2 separate regions of the Gossypium arboreum genome follow, and region 1 is linked to region 2. A link is a contact called in public Hi-C data. All regions are on one chromosome and are shown on one strand. The core of a region is the stretch at or near the end of the contact, and the rest is flanking DNA. Distances in the headings are between cores, read along the strand shown.

Region 1 (3,729 bases), core at 854-3,353, 220 kb after region 2:
AACCAACATAATCCTTCAATTTTTTTCCCTAAACTCGCCTTAAACTAAGACCCATCAGCTGCTTCACCAATGTGGCAAGTTAACTGGCCACATCAGCTAGTTAACTTGCCACATCAGCAGTCCCGTTAAAACACTAACGGAAACTATTAATCAGTGACTATTTTGTCACTTTTTTATAACGTTAGTGATTGTTTTGTCATTTTTCAAAAGTTGTTTTGTCATTTTTCAAAAGTTGAGTGACTGAAATGAAACTTAGGTGACTGTTTTGTTAACTACCCTAAAGTTGAGTGACTGTTGGTGTAATTTACCCTTTTAATTATATAGTTATAGATTCAATTTCTACTCATGAGAATAAAGTACATTTCATGACTAGCTTTATAGCTCTTCGAAAAAACACTCGTTGTGAGGAAATTAATTATTACTATCAGCGGTGGATAATCTAATAAAGTCAAAAGAAAAAGAATACTTCTTAGTTGAAACCCATTTCATATGGTGTGTCGAATTCATATGTTAGGAAAATTAAACAATATTTTTTTATAATTTGTTTATTTGTAAATTTTGTTAAAATCAAATAACAATAATTATAATAATAAACTTATTTGGAAGTTATACTTTTTTAATTAAGAATAGATTTGAAAAATCAAAAGCTTAACGTTATTATTAAGGATTAAATCATTTATCCTTAGTGCTAAAGTTGCCTATCATTTGATGTACATAGTTTTGATTTGAACTTGTTTTAAAGGTCTATAAACTTATGAAATTGATTCAATTTACTCTCCTAATCCTAAGAAAAATTTATTTCCACTTTCAAAGGATAATTTTTCTATGAAGATGTTATGACCGAACTAAGAGGAAAAGAATCTATTAGAGTAGTAAACCAGGAAGAAGGCCAATCAGGACCCAAGAGAAGCACACAGCTGCGAAAGGTGCCTCAAAAATACTCTGAATTTTTCACTTGTCCACATCAACAGAAGAATGACGGCTTGAGGTGAATATAAAATGATAGGGAAATGGGAAATTAATTATGCTCATATCAATTTTAATCAACATTTTGTTTTCCCATCTCCTTCTCTATGCGAATAAGTTGTCATTTGGTTACTGTTATCATCCTTTTTGTTGGAATATACTAAATATTGTTCCATTTGCATTTTGTTTTCCTTGGATATTTCCTATTCCTTGATGCAGAACACCCCATTTACAACATTGGTGATTTCATTAACCATCGACAAATATGGAGGATGGTACTCGACTCAAGCTCCTTAATGAAAACATTAAATTTGTTTAAGAAGCACAATCATTGCTTCACAAGGAGGTCAATTCTCTAAACATGATCATCGCCTCTAACCAAAAAATGCTCCAAGAAATATTGGCCCGCCTTTCGACAGTACCACCCTCCTCTCCTAACTCCTCTTTCAAAGTTGGGTAGTGTCCACCACCACCTCCACATGGCCTGAATCTTTTGGGAACTCACAAATCGACTCTGATTCAGTTTGCGTGTCTTTCGGCTCGAATCCTGACCAATGGGTTTTACAGGCAAATCGTTATTTTGCCTTTACAATATCCATGAGCAGTACCGCTTCAAAATTGTTTCTTTTTATCTCGACGATGTTGCCACCAAATGGTATGACTAGATGTATCACAGCAAACAGTTTTCGAGATAGACACAATTCACAAAGGCTATCATCAAATGGTTTCAATCACAAGATCTCGAAACAACAGTGGGTCAACTAGCAAAGCTCCAGTAGACTTCCACCATGACAGATTACCGAACCCATTTTGAGGCAATCACAAATTAGACCATGTACTTACCTCATTTAATCTTGGTCCATTATTTTATCTTAGACCTCTAATCGAATATTAAGACTATTGTTCTGGTCCATAAATCAACAAAAATAGAAAAGGCTATTAGGGTAGCCCAATTGCATGACCAACAAATTACGATGGAAAAGGGCTCATTTAAGCCTACCTTCGGTAACAACAGGCTTATTCTGCCTAACCTGAAAATCCTACCATCTTCTCTTGCTTATCCCATACCAGCGGCTGCAGCACAAAATCTTACCATCCTTTCAAGCGGTGCTAAAGTTCCTTTTCAACATCTCTCTCTTATCGAGGCCGTCCAACACCGTTCCCAAGGACTCTACTACCACTACGACAAAAAGTATTCTTGGGATCATAAGTGTAAGTCCAAAACTCAATTGCTTATCTTCGAGGATGATTGTGTAACACCCAGTTTTGTAAAGCCTTGAGCTAGGCGGGTAACCCGAAAGTAGGTTGAGTGATGAAGTCCTATTCGCCCAATTGATGCTTTCAGCGTATTGGTTGGGTGCATAGTTGACGATAGAGTATTATACAAGGATTATTCTCTACATGTGTTGAATTGTAAAGAAAAAGAGATTGGTAAGAATAATAAAGAGTTTTGGTTGAATTGGGTTATCGCCAAAGGTATTGTATGTCCATTTTATTGGGTTCTCAAGTTAGTTATATACTAACGAGGTAGTTAGATGGAACAAATTATAAATTCAATGGTGATAGTTTGTGACACATGTCAGGTTCCAATAAGGGCTTAGGTTAGATATTTAGATATTAGGGTTAGAAAAAGAGGAAGTTTTACTTCTTCCTTCTTCAAGAAATATTGTTACCTGAAACTTTAAAAAGTTACAATGTAACAACTCGTTTTCAGTGACATCAAAATAGTAGTTTTTGGACCACAACTCTGAAGAGTAAATTATTATTTTATTATTATTTTAGTGGCTATAGAATTTAGTAAGGTCGTATTAAAATTTTGTTAAGAAATTTTGATGTTTGCTTGATTAATTAAGTAAAAAGGACTAAATCGTAAAAGGTGAAAAAGTGAAGTTCTATTAGTTAAAAGGGCTAAATGACTATGGAAATGAAAGTAAAAGGACTTAAATGGTAATTAGACTATTTGATAAGTTAATGGATAATTATGGATTAGGTTTTATTGAAATTTTAATAGTTTTTAAAGGGCAAAAAGGTAAATTGGTAAATAAAACCAAAATAAAAAAAAAAGAAGAAAAGGATATCATCTTTCCATTCTTCTTCTTCTTAACTGAATACTCCATTGATGAAGAATGAAATCTTTGTTTTGAATCTTACTTGCATGGTATGTAATTTTTCCCTGTTTTAATGATTTTTATGTTTTTGTAATCGTTTTAACTTAGTCTAGCTAGCCCGGGGGTCAATTTGTAAAACCTGTTAAAGGTTGAGGGTTATGCCACGAATGTTTTTGAATGGATTTTGATGTTAAATGATAGATTATGGATTTTTTATGAGAAATAAACAAGTTTTGTAAATTGATTTTTAATGACATTTGTATTTAGGGTTTAGTTTATGAAAGTAGTAAAAATTCATGTTAAAATTTATGAAATGATGATTTATTTGGGTTGGTATAAGTCCTTAAAGAATTTGGTTAACCTATGAGAGGGATTAAAATGTTTAGATTTCAAATTATGAGTTTAAAGACAAAATTGTGAAAAGTTAAAATATTAGGGCAAAATGATAATTTTGCATAAATATGATATGTGGATTAAATTGAGTACTAGAAGTATTAAATTTATTGAAATTGTCTGTTTAGATCAAGATAAATCACGTATGGACCTAGATCAGGAAAAAGCAAAAGCTTTGGATTTGCTACAATTAACCTCCACGCCCCTAGTCATTGAGGTAAGTTTGTATGAACGGTTATCACATTAATGTTATTTAAATTAT
Region 2 (3,578 bases), core at 574-3,073:
CTCATGTATTAGTTCCGTTGTATATTCTCTTCCTCTCCTAAGCATTTTCTATATTATGAACAATTGTCGTCTTGAGAAAGATAATCGAGAAACAAAACAAAGTTGTATCAAAGAGGACATTGAGACTTGCTGCTGTTGTAACCTACAGTCCTAAACCTAAATGTGAATTATTTTAGGCTTTCAAATGCATATGATTTTTTTCAAATTTCCTGCATATAGAAATTGTGAAAGCTACCAACCCATACCAATCAACGAATAATTAGAAGTAAAATAACAACACATGAAATCCAACTATTACTATATTTAAGAAAAGTGAAAATTGAACAAATTTCCAAGTTCTCATACATAAACCTTAAACAACAAATTCCACATTCTGAGTTCTTACCTCTACTGCTCAAAGCCAATCCTGCTGCTGCAACTTCAATGGCAAATAAACCTCAGACAAGTATTGAAACCCAAACGAACTCAATGCCTGAATCTCCGCCTTCTGCTTAGTCTTCACCATCAAATTCAACTCCTCAACCCACCCAGGGTTCTTCTTCACAAAATCTTCCTCCAATAAATCTTTCCCAGTCTTAATATCCTGTTCTGTCATTGGCAACCTACATTGCTCCGGTATCTTATACTTATCCAAATCACTTGGCCTTATCCCCAACCACTTGATATCCGGGGTAGTCAAATTTGCACTGTCATAAGACATGTTTTTCGATCCACACCCGTACACAGACAAAATTTTCAATCCATACGGATCACTATCAACCAGTGCCAACACTGGAAGCTTCAACTCCATCTTCATTTTCTTCAAAAACAACCTTGTAGCCACATCCGGCTGCCCTTTTGCAGTAACAATTATACAAGGAAACCGATTGTAAAACCGATCTTCAGCTAATCTAATATAAGCTGCATCTTTTTCTACCAACAGAATAAACAATGCATCGCTCTGCATATCTCCGACTCGATCAATGTTAGGAGGAATTGCTTTTCCTCCCATTCCCATTTTAGTACAATCGATCATATCTCCGTTGTCACTAAAAATAAGTCTCCCAACGACCACTCCTTTTTCCGCAGCGATTACGTTGAGACTGGACCGAGTGCAGCCAAGTATACAGGAAACGTCGTCCAGAACAGCGTCGGATTGAACCTGGTCTTGGAAGAGCTTAACGTCTGTGTAGAAAAGGTCACGCTTGGTGACGTGAATATTTTTGAGACAGAGTTGGTGGACTAAAGAGAGGATCTTGGCGGTTATAGTGGTTTTGCGTACAGAGGAGATGTGGGAGAAAGGGCGGACGGTGGATTTGTCTTTTAAGACGATGCGGTCAAGTTCGGGGACGTAGAGTTGGTTGGAGGAAGAACGGGAAGGGACGGTGAAGGAGAAGCCTTGGCCGGAGAGGATTTGGTGGGTGAGCTGGAGAACGAGGGATTCGATAGTGGATTGGACGGAGGAGAGTGAGAGGTCGGACACTTCCCGGCAGGTGGAGGAGAGGGCCAGGTCGGCTAGGGTTAAGGGTTTGGAAGTGGAAGAAGAGGAAGAGGAAGTGACGGATTTGAGGATTTGGAGGATCTGGGCATCCGATTTGAGAAGGTTCTTGAAAGGCTGGGATGCTGAATCGGAGTCAGAGTCGGCACGGCGGCGCTTCTTCTTGTCGGCCATGGAGATGGACTGTGGAGGGAAGATACTCAAGTAAAAGGCGGGAAATTGGGAAATGAGTGACAAAATAAATGCAAGGGCTAGCTAGTAGCTAGGGCTTGCTAGTCAGTTGTTTGTGAACGGAGAGAAGCGCATAAATTATGTAGTGTGGAGCTGGGAGTAAAAAACCTTCTGTATTTTCAATTTTAATATTTGAACAAATTTATCCCTCTAATAAAATCGAAGTAATTTATTTTTATTAATATTAAAAGTAAGTAATTAACGATAATTATTATGAAGTTAATGATTTACATTAATTATACATAATTTTAATTGATATAATAATAAATTTAACCTTTAATATTTATATATTTTATCAATTTGACCTTAGTTTTAAAAAATTTAATAAATTTAATCTTGATTTTTACTGATTACACAAATATTGCTTGTTAAATTTATTAAATCAAAATCAAATTAATAAAATATATAAACTTTGAGGATTTAATTTATTATTATATTAATTAAAATTATATAAAATAATGAAAAACATTAACCTCGTGATAAATTATCTTTAGTTGCTCACTTTAAAAAATGACAAAGATTAAATTGCTCTAAATTTTTTGAGAAAGACCAACTAAAAAGGTATTTTTACCGGAGTTGGGAGACTAAGTGTTCACGAAACGAGGCCGTTTTACCTTTGCAATGTAACTTGTGAATGTATAAAAAAGTTTCTTTCTTACATGGGCTGCTACTAAGACACTCCCATCTTGTTGCCCGACCTGCACAACATTCATGACCAAATTATTTAGAATAATTTTATATTCGAAAATCACGTCCCAATGTTTGGAATTGGATATAGAAGACATTAAGTTGCTAAGTGCTAGTACTTTATTTGGTAATTTTAGGTTTATAATGCCTTGTTAATGTGAATTTTTTATAATCATGATTTTGATCTATTTAATTTAAACTAAACTAAAATAATATTGTAATTGATAAATGATAATAATAATAATTATTATTATTAGTGAATGAGATGTTTCGATTCTTTAATATATTTTTCAAGTCACATCTTAACTATGTTGATTTATTATTATAAATTGAGCCAAATCAACATTTGGTATATTATATTATATTTTAAATTTTATTTTTTATAATAATTTTATTATTTATTTTATCATTTTGGACCATAACAAATAAAACATTTAATAATAACAATGCTTTATTTTCTTTTTATTATCATTTTAATTAAAAGAAAATCTCTAACTTATAGCTCCTCCTTGATTTCAGCTTATTTATTTGAAAAGAGAGATATTACACTAGTTAACTAGAGTAATACATTCATTTATCAATAAAATAAAATACTATAAGATTTAGCTTTTATGCAACAATAACAAAACTTCTATGAGAATAATTTAGTAAAATGTGCTTTTAGGTAATTTTACATTTAAGTCAATCAAATAACAAAATCTTACATTCTAATCAACTAAACCAAGTAGGGTAATGTAGCATAGCCGATAACGTAGAAAGTAATCTTACATTTTGGTAATCCTATTATTAGATGTAATATTACATTTTGTGAATTAAATGTCCCATTAGTATAATTTGTGCTTATTAAAGCGATAGTTCAGTCTAAAATATAAATGTCAACTTTTATCTAATCTTATTTATATTTGTAAATGATTGAGCTAAATCCTTTTAAGTTTCTTCATCATATTTTTAAATTCTTTTACAATTTTTTAAATTTATATTTAATAATTTAATATGTTTTTCCTTTTATTAAAATTTTAAAATAAACAACCTCACACTTTTTAATATTTACATAATAGTTTATAGATATTTGTTATTAAGTTTTAATATAAATAACTCAATATATAAAATAAAATAAAATAATTTATTACCCAATTAGAAAATAGACCAATCCAAGACGAGTTAGGGCTTTGATTATTGAAAT

Evidence for each region. A called contact is a pair of places that touch in the nucleus more often than the background predicts.
Region 1: a Hi-C map of leaf shows a contact between it and region 2, with 4 times the contacts expected there. The contact joins the enhancer-like site here to the promoter of LOC108489169 in region 2. A contact is called at or near these places in 2 of 5 Hi-C or Micro-C datasets (both in leaf).

What each region holds. Positions count from the first base shown.
Region 1 is chr4:101,506,693-101,510,421 of ASM2569848v2, forward strand. No RefSeq gene overlaps it. Among protein-coding and RNA genes, the nearest start is that of LOC128292023, 7.3 kb to the right of the region's middle. Within about 2 kb of position 2,104, at least 2 of the 2 cell types and tissues checked have an H3K27ac peak or open chromatin away from gene starts, as enhancers often do. A contact at or near this core is called in leaf, where this site is marked.
Region 2 is chr4:101,287,559-101,291,136 of ASM2569848v2, forward strand. LOC108489169 (DNA topoisomerase 6 subunit A) reads right to left here and starts at 1,824. Exons shown (of 1, transcript XM_017793493.2): 1 at 284-1,824. The coding sequence starts at 1,651. The coding sequence ends at 395. LOC108489168 (pentatricopeptide repeat-containing protein At5g02830, chloroplastic) reads left to right here. Exons shown (of 12, transcript XM_017793492.2): 12 at 1-112.